Linked DNA regions of Mus musculus: region 1 is linked to region 2. The links are chromatin contacts, called in public HiChIP or PLAC-seq maps. All regions are on one chromosome and are shown on one strand. Each heading gives the region's core, a stretch centred on a gene start, on an enhancer-like site or on the middle of the called end of the contact. The rest is flanking DNA. Distances are from core to core; before and after follow the strand shown.

The links. HiChIP or PLAC-seq counts read pairs in DNA pulled down with a chosen protein or histone mark.
Region 1: a contact with region 2 is called in an H3K27ac HiChIP or PLAC-seq map of the HPC-7 cell line, with 7 times the contacts expected there. The contact joins the enhancer-like site here to the promoter of Samsn1 in region 2. A contact is called at or near these places in 1 of 39 promoter capture datasets (macrophages), 1 of 15 datasets of contacts at CTCF or cohesin (CD8 T cells), 9 of 484 Hi-C or Micro-C datasets (the G1E-ER4 cell line, the HPC-5 cell line, Th2 cells and 5 more), 3 of 115 datasets of contacts at active chromatin or transcription factors (the 230-238 cell line, the HPC-7 cell line and bone marrow-derived macrophages) and 1 of 9 other capture datasets (adipose tissue).

Annotation. Positions count from the first base shown.
Region 1 is chr16:75,980,361-75,986,446 of GRCm38.p6, reverse strand. No RefSeq gene overlaps it. Among named protein-coding and RNA genes, the nearest start is that of Gm15555, 17 kb to the left of the region's middle. Within about 2 kb of position 2,361, at least 46 of the 459 cell types and tissues checked have an H3K27ac peak or open chromatin away from gene starts, as enhancers often do. A contact at or near this core is called in CD8 T cells, the G1E-ER4 cell line, the HPC-7 cell line and 4 more, where this site is marked.
Region 2 is chr16:75,906,022-75,913,085 of GRCm38.p6, reverse strand. It overlaps Samsn1 (SAM domain, SH3 domain and nuclear localization signals, 1), which reads left to right and starts at 3,820. Exons shown (of 8, transcript NM_023380.2): 1 at 3,820-3,956. The coding sequence starts at 3,900.

The DNA of each region.
Region 1 (6,086 bases), core at 1,112-3,611, 75 kb before region 2:
CCTTTCTACAACCCAATCTCCTGACCCACCTCTACCCCTTCCAGCTGTTCACTCCTTCTTGTATGGATAGGAGATTAATTCTTTTAGGGCAAGTTCTCAAAGGGAAGTATAGATATTGGCCTCTGATTGGTCCTTTCACAAATTATAGATTCCAAAATGTCCAGGGTTGACCACATCATGACATTTTGATGTCAACTAAATTGACCAGGATGCCCAGACTCTTAACTAAATAAACAAATATGGAAGACATTTTTCAATTCTGAACACATGCTAGATACCTGTCCATAGCATTTTGTATTAAATTTTTTTAAATGAATTTTTATTTTATTAACTTGGTCTGGGAGATGTCCTAGTGAAAACAGTGATTACCCTGTAAACATGGTGACCTGAGGTCATGGGTCATGGGTCCCAGAACGCATGTAAAGTCAGATACTACATCACTATACTCGGAGTCTCTGGGCTCCTATGGCGAGATGGGTGGTGGACACAAGAGAATGTGCTAGGATTCCAGCAATAGGACACCATGATCAAGGTAATCTATAGAATGAAGGGTTTATTTGGCTTACGACTCTGGGGGAATGAGTCCATCATGGAGGAGAAGCATTTAACATGGGAACAACATGCATGTTGGCTGGGCTAGAGGCTGAGACCTCACATCTTGAACCATAAGCAGGAAACAAAGAGAGACAACTCAGAAAGGCATGAATCTTGAAACTTCAAAGTCTGCCCCTAGTAACTTACTCCCCCTTGTAAGGCCACCCCTCCTAAACCTCCAAAACTCAAGTATTCAGATACTTAAGGTTTCTGGGGTGTGACTCATTCAAACCAGCACATTTCACTCCCTGCCTCCCATAGTCTTGTGGCCCTATATTAATGCCAAATGCATTAAGAACCTCAACAGTTACCATATTCTTTCAATATCAACACTACTTAGGAGCGAATTCCAAAGTATCTTCTGAGACTTAAGGCAACATCTTACTTTTAACCCTGTCTTAAAAAAAAACAAACAACGACAATTAAAAAAAAAAAAACCCCTCAAAACCAAAAAGACAAAGTACATACTCCAACAAATATTAGAATGGAACATACATTGCAGTCCCAGAAGGGAAGAATGGGGACTAGCTCATAGTGAGAATAGAGTAGATCAATGAAAGACTAAAAGCCATCAGGAAACTCAAGCCCTGTGTCTAATGTGTAAGGGCTTAGATGGCTCTGTTCTTTCTTTTATGCTGCCTGCAACTTCGTTCTTTCTCTTGGGATGGTTCTACTCCCTGTGTGCAGTACTCTTTGGCATATTTCGCATGGCCTTGGCAAGTCCAACATCTCGTGGTCTTTAATGTAACCCAGGATTCCTTTATACAGCTTTACCCAAAGGCCTCATCCCAAGACCCCTCTGATACAAACCTAGCTTTAGCAGCTCTCCATAACAGTAGAGGAAGATGCCATGACCCATTTTCTTCTGTGTTCTTTATGATTCTAAAGCCAGAGCTATGTGGACAACATTGCCTTGTTTGACTGCCAACTTGGGGTGAGCCCACCTCCCCTTGAATCACATGGGCAGCAGCTTGTGTTTCTTGTTGCTTTGTAGGAGCAGAAACTTCTTTAAAGTCTTTTCCTGTCACAAGCTGGAAGAACAGCTGGGTGGGGTCTTAGCTGGATGGAGTTGGGCCATTGCCTTTGTTCCAAATGCATTTCGACCCCTCCATAATGGTACACATTTCCTTAACAGCTACAGCCTCTCTTCCAGCACAAGCCTTGGCTTGAACATTAAACTTTCCAGTGTCCTTCTTTTCTCAAGACTCTTATCTTGTATTTATTTCTGCCCCATTTGCCTGTTTCTCACTGTAGATCTGCCCAAAGGTGTCGTCAAATAACCATGTGACAGAATCAGTACTAGGCTGCCTTGAAATCTCCTCCACCAAAGAAATTATTCCACAACTTTAAAATTTAAGCTCAGGCAAGTTCTTAGGGGAAGGACAAAAAGTAGCCACATGTTTGCCCAAACATCACAAGAATGGTCTCCAGTCCAGTTGCTAATATTGGTCCCCCTAAGACATCATGTGCTTGGTCTTTATAGTATGCAAAGCCCTCAGCACTCCTGACTTTCTAGGTCCTATTAGAATGTCCCACTGAGTTCTCTTTAGAGTGTTCAACTACTTTTCTAGTTCAAAGTATCCAAATCTTCCATAATTGTGGAAAAATCCACATGGTCAGGTCTGTCTCTGTAATACCTGACTCCCATGTTCCAATTTCTGCCTCAGGTTTTTCTTTTCATGACCAAGGCCACTTATAAAAGGAGGAGATTATTTGGTGCATGGTTCCAGAGAGATAAGAATCATGGCATTGTGACAGGAAAGCATGTGAACATACATCAGGTATGTCGGCTGGAGCAGTAGTTTAGCTCACATGAAAAACCACAACCAGGAAGCAAAGAAAGAAGACATAAAATGACATGAGTCACTTAAAACCACAAGCTTGTCTTTAGTGACATACTTCCTTCAGCAAATACACATTTCTGAGTCCTTCCTAATGGCCACCAACTGGAGGCCAAGAATCCAAATGCCTAAGAGTTATGGGGTACATCTCATTCAAATGATGGCAGTCAGCTACCCTGGCATACACAGAGGTATGTAACAGATACCCTTTCCTAAACAAGTTACTAGGAAGGACTTGAAGTTGTCCTTTGGACTTTGCATATGCATAAAAAGGTACACACACACACACACACACACACACACACACACACAAACACACACGGACAAACACATACACAGACATACAGATACATACACAAACACACAGGCACACACAGAGTAACACACATACACACACACATAGGCATACACACAAACACACAGGCACACACAGAAGCACACATACAATCACAGAAACATACTCACAGAGAAACACATACAGACATATGGTCACAAATACACATATAGACATACATACATATACACAAACTCACAGACACACACATATACATTCACACACATATTCACACACATATACACAAACACATAGACATACAAATATACAGATACAGAGATACACATATATTCATATACACAAACACACACACAGACATACACACACACACACACACACACACACACACATATAAGATAAAAAAAGATAAAATAAGTTCATTTGCTATTGGCCATCTGCTGCTGTGATTGTGGCCTACCCTTGAGAATAGTCTGTTTCCCAGAGAGACAGTTTAGAGAAGATTAAATTTTTATTTGCAAGTGGTTACGAATTGGGGGTAGCTTTTGTGTTATGAAGGCCTTATGTGCCCATTTCTCCTTTTGGCTATAGGATCCCATCTTGTCCAGACTATGCCGGCTTGGTGGATGCTGATGCTGCATCAGTCTGCGAGTTCATGTGTGCTGGGATCCTCAGAGCTTCTTCTTTCCTCAGTGTCCTCCATCCCCTCTGGTTCTTATACTCTCTGCTTCCTCTTCCCCAGGGTTGCTTCGATTGATCTTTGAGTCAGCAGAATTCGTTAGGAGCCATCTTATTGCAATGGAACAGTGGCATTTGGTTTCCCTCTAGACCCCTGGCCTGTCTACTCTCAAGCTCTTTGTCACCTGAGCAGTGTAGCATAAGGATTCCCTATTGTGGAGTGGGCTTTAACTCAAGTCAGATATTGGCTGTTTGAACATAAGCCTTGTGCCATGGTTGCATTGACACATTAAAAGAAACTTTTGTAATTAGTTTTGCTTTAACCCCGAGGTTTATAGAAAAGGCTAAACTTGGCTTTAAGGGCTATCAACAGTGAGAAAAAGCTGCAACCAAGTTGGTTGTGTGCACAGGATGTGTGTATTTATCCACACATACAAGTCAAACTCCTTGCTTCAATCATCATATTGCTATCCTTTATCACAGCAGAAACAGTAAAGATGAGTTCATGCTGTCAAGCCTGAACAAGCATCAATATTGTTTTCTCTTTACTCAGTTTAGCCTCTGATTCCTATCCCCACTGGGTGTTTTTATAAAGCAGAACTCATGCATATGATTTTATGCTTCAATATGTAGTTATAAAATAAGAACTATTATTTAAATATGTAATCACAATACCTCTACTTCACTAAACACAAACAAGAAAAAGTTCTAGAACATCCCTACATGTAGAGCAAAGGTTAAAGAGCCATTGTTGGCTCACGTTGTGTTTTAGAGTTGGCTTATGTCAATCAGGGTCCAAATAAGTACAGTTTTTGGTTCATGCCTTTTTATGTATTTACTTCCACTTTTCTGTTGCAGATCCTGATTTGCCAATTCTTTGAACTTTGCCACTTCAGTCCTTGTAATATTTTTAAATATATGGTTTTCTGTACACATTCCCCCCCCCCAAATTGTTAAATGTCAAGATGCAGTAGATTCAACTTATACACACACACACACACACACACACACACACACACATATACACACAGACACACAGACACACAGACACACATACACACACACACACACACATGCACACACCTCTGTCTGTATCTTTGTATGTTTTCAGAGGCTGGCTACTTTCTATTATATTACACTACAACTCCTGTTCATCTCTATTTTTTGCCATGATAAGACTGCTCAGGGAGATCTGGTGGTTCTATGGAACACTCACTGTTAACCATCAACTTTCTAACTAAACCTCAGCTGCAACTGTTAATTATTGTCCATATATGTTTTCTTTCCTACAGAGTATAATGGCTATATACATATATTACATATAATATGTATATATAATATCATGTAGTACTATATGATATTATGTAATTTATATCAATATTGTAATACTTAGAATTACAGCCATCACTCTATACAGATTCTTTGATATGTAGATATAGACTTAATGTGTATATTTTTGAATAATTGTATTTGTATTAAACAATGCTAGCATCATTCCTGTCATAATTCTCTAAACAAAACACTGAAATAGCTAATGTCATATTATTTATAGTGCAAATGTTATAAATAGTCTAGAACTTATTAAAAATGGGTTAGGGCATGTATAGATTATATGCAAATATGATCTGGGTGGATCTGAGTCTGTATTGGTCTGTCTTTCTCTGTCTCTGCCTCTGTCTCTGTCTCTTTCTCTGTGTGTGTATGCTTGGGCACATGCGCTCTCACACGCATGCACAACAGCGGAGGAAGAATCATCAGAAGAAATGTCTGAAACTAACTTCCTACAGATATCTGGGGATGGAAGTCTGGGAAATTGATTTTCTTCTATTTGCTCTTTAGTATAGGTAGAAATAGCTCAACTCTTTCCCTTTTCAGGTTTCATGGATATTAATTCATCCATATTCATATAAATTTCCAGATCAAGATTGTATTTGCATTAACTATGATTTGTCATCTAAAGTCAGGGGAGTTCCAGACCATAGTTGAACACAAAGAGAGGTAAAATTCATTTCAGTTCTCAAAACACAGCATATGTTATAGTTTCTGTTTGATTAAAATCCTACTTACAAAATCTAAACCTAGGTTTCTGCTTCTTTTGTTCTAGATCATTCCAGAAACTTGCATCTGAAGATACAATATTAGGTTAGTGATTCTTTTTTATTAGATATTTTCTTTATTTACATTTCAAATGTTATGCCCTTTCCTAGTTTCCCCTCTGAAAATCCCCTATCTCCTCCAGGCTCTCCCTGCTTCCCAACCCACCCACTCCAGCTTCCAGGCCCAGGCATTTCCCTGTACTGGGGTATAGAACCTTCATAGGACTAAGGGCCTCTCCTCCCATTGATGATCAACTAGGCCATCTTCTGCTACATATACAGCTAGAGGCACAAATCCCTCCTTGTGTTTTCTTGGATTGGGGGTTTAGTCCCAGAGAGCTCTAGGGTTACTGGTTAGTTCATATTGTTGTTCCTCCTAGGGGGCTGCAAACCCCTTCAGTTCCTTGGGTACTTTCTCTGGCTCCCTCATTGGGGACCCTGTGTTCTGTCTAATGGATGACTGTGAGCATCCACTTCTGTATTAGTTAGGCCCTGGCAGAGCCTCTCATGAGACAGCTATAGGAGGCTCCTGTCAGCCAGCTCTTGTTGGCATCTGCAATAGTGTCTGGGTTTGGTGGTTGTTTA
Region 2 (7,064 bases), core at 2,571-5,070:
CTTTCTTTCTTTCTTTCTTTCTTTCTTCCTTCCTTCCTTCCTTCCTTCCTTCCTTCCTTCCTTCCTTCCTTCCTTCCTTTCTTTCTTTCTTTCTTTCTTTTTTTTTTATTTTTGTTTTTTGAGACAGGGTTTCTCTGTATAGCCCTGGCTGTCCTGAACTCACTTTGTAGACCAGGCTGGCCTCAAACTCTGAAATCCGCCTGCCTCTGCCTCCTGAGTGCTGGGATTAAAGGCGTGTGCCACCATGCCCAGCTGTTAGGTTGTTTCTAACATTGGTCTCAGATACAGTTGTCTCTAAGTTACAGGAGCATATAATTGTAATGATCAAGCATAGGGGTTCGGAAAGGCACAGCTAGAGTGTGTATCTAGGCTCATTCCAAAGGATTTGATTTCAAAATCATACACCGAACAAAGAAATGTAAACTATAGTCAACAAGACACTTCAATTCAATTTTATTCTTTACAATGGTGAAGGCAGTGATGCAGATGGAATCCTCAGCCAATCGATATCTTTATATCACATCCCATCCATCAGACAGAAATTTCCCATGGTAACTACTTTCTGCCACTTATTATTTGACATTGATGGTGACGGAATAAATGTCTGGTGGATCAATGAAACAGCTTGTATAAATCTCACTCTAATTTCTCGAAATATATACCCTATTTTCTCACTTCCATTGAAATTTTTTGACAATTTTGACTCACCGTCCATGATACAAATAGGAAGTGGTTGTGGACACCCTGTCCCATACTTGTTTCATCCTGTGCATGTTATAAAATCCTTGAGGTAGCATGTGAAAGCAAACTACCAAGAGGACACTTTTGCAATTTCCTTCTTTCACACATATCTGAAGCAACATGTGGCCCAGTGGCTGACTCGAGCCATGACTAACGGAAGGTGTATTCAATGTGAATCCTTACCTCTGTCTTGTTGTAGAATTGACTTCTGAACTGGACCATTTGGGGGCCACTCATTAAATATCTAAACTTCCCTAAAATATAAGTAAGTTAATAGAAGCAGTTGTTACACGATGTCTTCCAAACAGGACTGCAGCATGGTTGCATTGTAATAAGAGCTCATACATCATACCTTTTCACCATCAGAGAAAAATTTTCCTAAATGAATGAAAGTCTGGAATCACATCTTTCATATATAAATTTAAACAAAAATATTAATTTTATTTACAATTTGAATCCACCTTATGGTATTAAAACTGGTCAAATGCTTAGATATACAAACAGATGTTTATATGTAATTCTTAAGTATAATATTGTTTACTATAAAAATCATCTAATTTATACTCTGATAATTTCATATGTGCATACACTTAATCTTTATTTACATATACACCTGAGTCCCCTTGTTATTTCATCTGAGATCCTGAACCCCTCCCTACTCCTTGTCCTTTCATCCTTCGTAGTGTAGTAGGTCTTCTCTAGGGTCCATGACATGTCCAGCCACAGGCCCTTGGCTACGTTTACAGCACCATGCAAGGATTTCCTGTTGCCTGGGCCATAAAACCCATGAGAGAGCTGTTTGTCATCCCCAAGAGAGTCATGCTCCGATTGTTCCACTGGGCATATTTTTCTAAGCAACTAGTTCTTAGCAGTTTGCATAAATGTCTTCTGACACCATGGGAGCTACTTCTCAGACGAGCTTTCCTGATCAGTTCCTGCTTAATTCATCTAAGCCCTATGTCTGGAGTGTGTACTATCTTCATCACCATATATCATGCTCACATCTGGGAGGTAACCAAGGACAATGACAATAGAATGCATTGTTTTGTTTGACTCTTGGAGTTGCTCTCACCACCAATTAAGAACTAGAAGTGTGTTTCCAGTGACTGGCATGGAGGTTTAAGTTAGGGGTTTACGGCAATTTGGAAGAGCGTTAATATCAAATGTTGCATAACTGCATTTCAGCTGAACACACACACAAAATGTTAGTACCAGCAATTTGAATATTCACTGTTTTAGTTGTCATTATAAAAATGTAAACTATAAAAAATTCTCCAAATATAACTTTGATATTTAATATTCATTCATTATCTACAGATAATTTTTGGTGTAAACTATTCTGAAGTGATGGTGCATAAGGGCGGCCCATATTGGCATTAGCTTTGATTCTCAGTGAAACGATCATTTAGGAACTATCACCATTATCCTCCTCACTGAACTGATCAAATTCCACTCCTGAATTAAACTCCCATCCGTTTCACAAAGAGATGGAAGAGTACAAGGAGCACTGATGTCTCAGATAAGAAAATATCTTTTCATGGCTCTTAATTTCTTAGGCGACGGAATAGTTTATTCCCTTGGGTTAACTGAGAACCACCCAGAAAATTTACAGAAAGTCACACTGCTAGGGAATTACCGAGCCTTAGGTTTTCAGGTTGTCTGGTGTTATTCCCCTGTCATTGTTCTGAAAATACTAACCTCTTACTTCTCAAAATTACCCTCCTGCCACTGCAGCTGTTTATTAACTCCAATCCTCTTAAGTGGTTTACCCAATTCTATTGTAGTGCATAAAATACCATTTTGTTCTTGCTAGTTAAGAGGTTTATTGCATAGAAATTGAGTACCCACTACGTTCAATAGCACAGAGTGGGTATTCAATTTAGTATTTAAGCGAATTAGTGAATTTCAGCTGGGACTCCAGGACGAAGGCAGAGAGGTGGGAGGGACAACTGAGAAAAGAGGGCCAGAGCATGATTCTTAGAGAAGCACTTCCTAAAAATATGGTGCTACTGTTTTTAATCTGAGGAGTTTATGAGCAGAAAGTACAAGTTTTCTTGAAGCAGGCCATTTAACCAGAGCCTGCATTTGAAACAATCTGCACAAGCTCATCTGATAAGGGCTTCATTTTTCAAGGAAGTCTGAGCAACCTTCTCTTTTATCTGGATCTCTGGATCTGGCTTTCAGCAAAACCTTTAAGACATATTGGGGCTATTCCAGGCCCACTTAGTAGACACTGGATGCCTTGTCTGGAGAGAGGACTGAGCAGTCGGTAGCATCACCCACCAACCAGGCATTACCAGGGTACAGAGTACGTATACTATGTAGCAGGAAGTGGTTCTTTTATTAATCAGGGGGTTTTAACAATGATATGCTTGCTTTTTCAATGTCACCAATGCCCACTCATCAATATCTGGAGCTAGAATCCTATTACAGTTAGGTACTTTTAATCTATACCCTATTACGGTAGCTTTAGGGAGGATTAATATTATTTAACTTCAAATTGATCGTCATGTAGAAATATACAATTATGTATTGAGAAAGATACAGACATATGTCACATTTAAAAAGTGGGCAATGAAATTGAAAGGTAGGTTCCCTGGAAAATTTGGAAGGAGAAAAATGAAAAGGTGGAAATGATGTAAGTGTATTATATAACCTCAAATAATAAAATATTATAAAAATATAAAATGGAATTCTTTAAATAGTCTCAAACTTTTAAAAATCCACAATATTCTGTTTGATTTCATTTAAAAGGTTCAGATATTTTCCTCTTGTGCCATCTTTTTTAATGTGTTAAATTCTTTTACATAAACTGAGAAAATAAGTTTTGTTTTCCAAACCATTACACCCTTAGTAATTACCGTAGCCATGTCAAAGGTGTGAGCTAAGAATTATATCATAGAATACAGCACCGAGAATACAGTACAGAGTTACCAAATAATTACGGTAAGGAAGGAAAGGAAAAAAAAAAAAAAAAAAAAAAGAAACCTTCAACCAAGCAGACACTGAAGTCACATCCTGACCAGAGGAGGAAGTGTCACATCAGACACTTCCTCAGTGCTATCAGATGCTGGGTATCACGGAGAGCACCCGTGCCTGCTCTCAGTTGTCTCTGTAACAGCAGCAACTGTGCTCACTAGAGGTGGCCAGAATTCAAAATGCTAAAGAGGAAGCCATCCAATGCCTCAGACAAGGAGAAACACCAAAAACCGAAGGTAAGTTTATTTTCTTACAGAGTAAAACTAACCAAATACTGTACTAGAAAGCAACACTTACTTGCAAATGTATAACACAGACACACCAGACACACACACACACACACACACACACACACACACATACCATTTACACATACGCACATATACGTGTATACACACACATACACAAACTCATTCAAGCACACAACACATTCAAACAAACCACACAGTGACATACATCTCTCTCTCTCTCTCTCTCTCTCTCTCTCTCTCTCTCTCACACACACACACACACACACACACACACACACACACACACACACAAGCATACATGCACACTCACAGCCTACATCATCACCCTACTACTTACATGACATTTTATCTGTCACTTCTAAATTAATTTAAGTAGAGGACTAAGTGCATCAAAATACATATGGAAGAATTTGCATACTGATGAGCAATTATGGTCTTCACAATTGTGTATTAGATTCAACCCTTTATGTTGTTAGCTAAGATTGGGTTAGGATAATTTTATGGAACTCTGTTTGGTGGCCTCCACTTAACCATTAATATCATGAATTCTCTGCCTATTTTTCATTCCTTGGTTGTTCAATATCTTACCAGTGTTCTGAAGGAATTATTTTATCTGTTAAATTGTAGATATTTAAAATACATAACAGTAAGAAGACTAAAATGGAGAAATTTTAGGTTAGTTTTTTAAAATTCTTTTTGTAATTTGAATGTTCAGCTATGATATCTTGTAGTAGACATGCATTTTCACATTGTCATTAGAGAGAATTGTGCCCTATTTTGAGAAGACACAAAATTTATAAATTAGTAAATTTGATAAGCCAGTCTTATGTAGTATGTTCTTTTATTCTTTCTCTTGATAACAATTGGCATTAAAAATAATATAGGAAAAGCCAAGTTTACATTCTTATAGAACTTTAAACGTCATTTACTAGTAACATTAATTTCTTTAGTATGAAGTTGTGATGTCAGAAAATTTCTGTCCTGTTTATACATTCCTAACGTTTCTCAAATAAATTCAATCTTTTTGTTGGTGAGATAAATACTAGTGGATTCTTTGTTTTTAAGGAGTTTACACTTTGTCATCAGCTTTTATTTCTCATTGGGAGAGAGACAGTTTGGGGACTGATTTTCCTTCTGAACTGAGTAGGCACAGGACAGTCTTCAACGGTTTAAAACCTTTGGCAAAAGATCTGAAGTAAACTGAGAATTCATTATTTCCAAGTACAGGAAACTAAAACTAGATGATTTTCAACATTATTGTTTCTAATGCAAAAAAAGTCAACAAAGGTTAAACAAGCATCTTAGAAACACATAGTACAAAAATATATTGCACTTTCTGTTTTTTCATTACTAAAATAAAAATTCACAGCAACACATCCCAAAATATCCAAGAAAGGTTTTTCAAAGAATCATTTTTTATTTCTTCATATGATTATATTTGTTGTGAGCTGAGCTCTATCTCAAGTCTCATATGATTGTTTTTTATGTAAAATAGCACTGATTAAATAAAAATATTCAGTTGATCATATTTTGGGAATATTACAAAAATTGATAAAAAGTGGCTTACCTCAAAATTTTTCAAAAATGACACTTGACTATTTCATAAGGACTGTATTGCACATTATATTGTCAGTATATCATTTCACTAAACTGTTTTCAAAATGATCTTTCATTATTGGCAATGGTCTTAATCACAGTAATTACTAGAGTAGATGTGAACTATTGGTCATCTTATTGATGTTTGCATATATAAAATAAAAACACACTCAATGCACCTGAGAAAAAAAATATATCACAAGAAATAGTCACACTGAAGACATATATGGATTTAATTTTTTTGCTGTGACACTAATAGCCCTCCAATTGCTATAATTATGTCTTAGAAACAATTCTTACAAATTCATAGTTTTCAATAGAAAACTTTTGCATATTTCATAAATAAAACATATAATCCATAGGACATGGTAAGAGCACATGATATTCTGATCCTTACACAGATGGCTATTTGAAGGGGTACAAGCTCCCCCACCTATAAGAAGGGAGTGTGACATCTGTCTAGAAAGACACAATAGGGCTAGCAAGCAACTGTCCTGAAATACAGGATGTAACTGTTTATACTGATTATCTATCAGATGATCGTTTCCATATCCTGACCCTGTGCTGTGTGCTCACAAGTATGGAGGGGATTTCCTTGGTTTTATTGTGACTCACCATATGCTACATTTTAAAACTATAAATTAAGGGTTTTGGATAAAGCTGCATGGTCTAGCATCTCTTCTGTCCATAGGTTTAATCCTCTCACACCACACGCAGGAGAAATCTATTATATCTGATATTACCTTAAATAAAAGCTAATGAACTTTTTGTTTAAATAGAACACCCATGGGTACTAAATTATATGGGAGTAAGAAGTTCTTGGATCCTATTAAATAGAAAGATGACTATACATAATTAAAATGTAGCATCTTCTAGTGAAATGGTAAGTTGAGGGTGAGGGTACAGCTCAGTCTATAAAATACTTTCCATGCAAGCATGATGACCTGCAGTAGTTCATCAGAACCTCTGTGAAACTTACAGTGGGGTGTTATGTGTCCCTTAAGCCAGCACTTGGGAGGCAGATACAGGCATAGACCTGGGCATAATGGTCCTGCTAGCCTAGTTAGGAAGACTCAACTAGTGAAAACCACTGTTTCAAATCAAAGACCAAGGCAGACAACATCTGAGAAGGAATAGCACCTGAGATTGTACAGTGGCCTCCACACACACACACATGTACAGACATGTTCAGACACATACCTGCACATGCAGTTGCATGTGCGTAAGTGCATACATGAACACACACAAACACACACACAAAGAAATAACTTGATAAATGTTTCAGAAGGGAAGAGACATATTTATTTAAACATTTATAGACTTTACACATGTATTAAAATTCATGTGGCAGCCAGACATATATACAATCTGAACAATTCTTGCCTTCATATATAATAGCTAAAAACAAAGTTGCAACAATAGGCTTTGGTATTTGTATTTTCTAATTGATTCTATAGTGTGATGATTAAAATATTTATAATTCTAATGTTCAGTAAT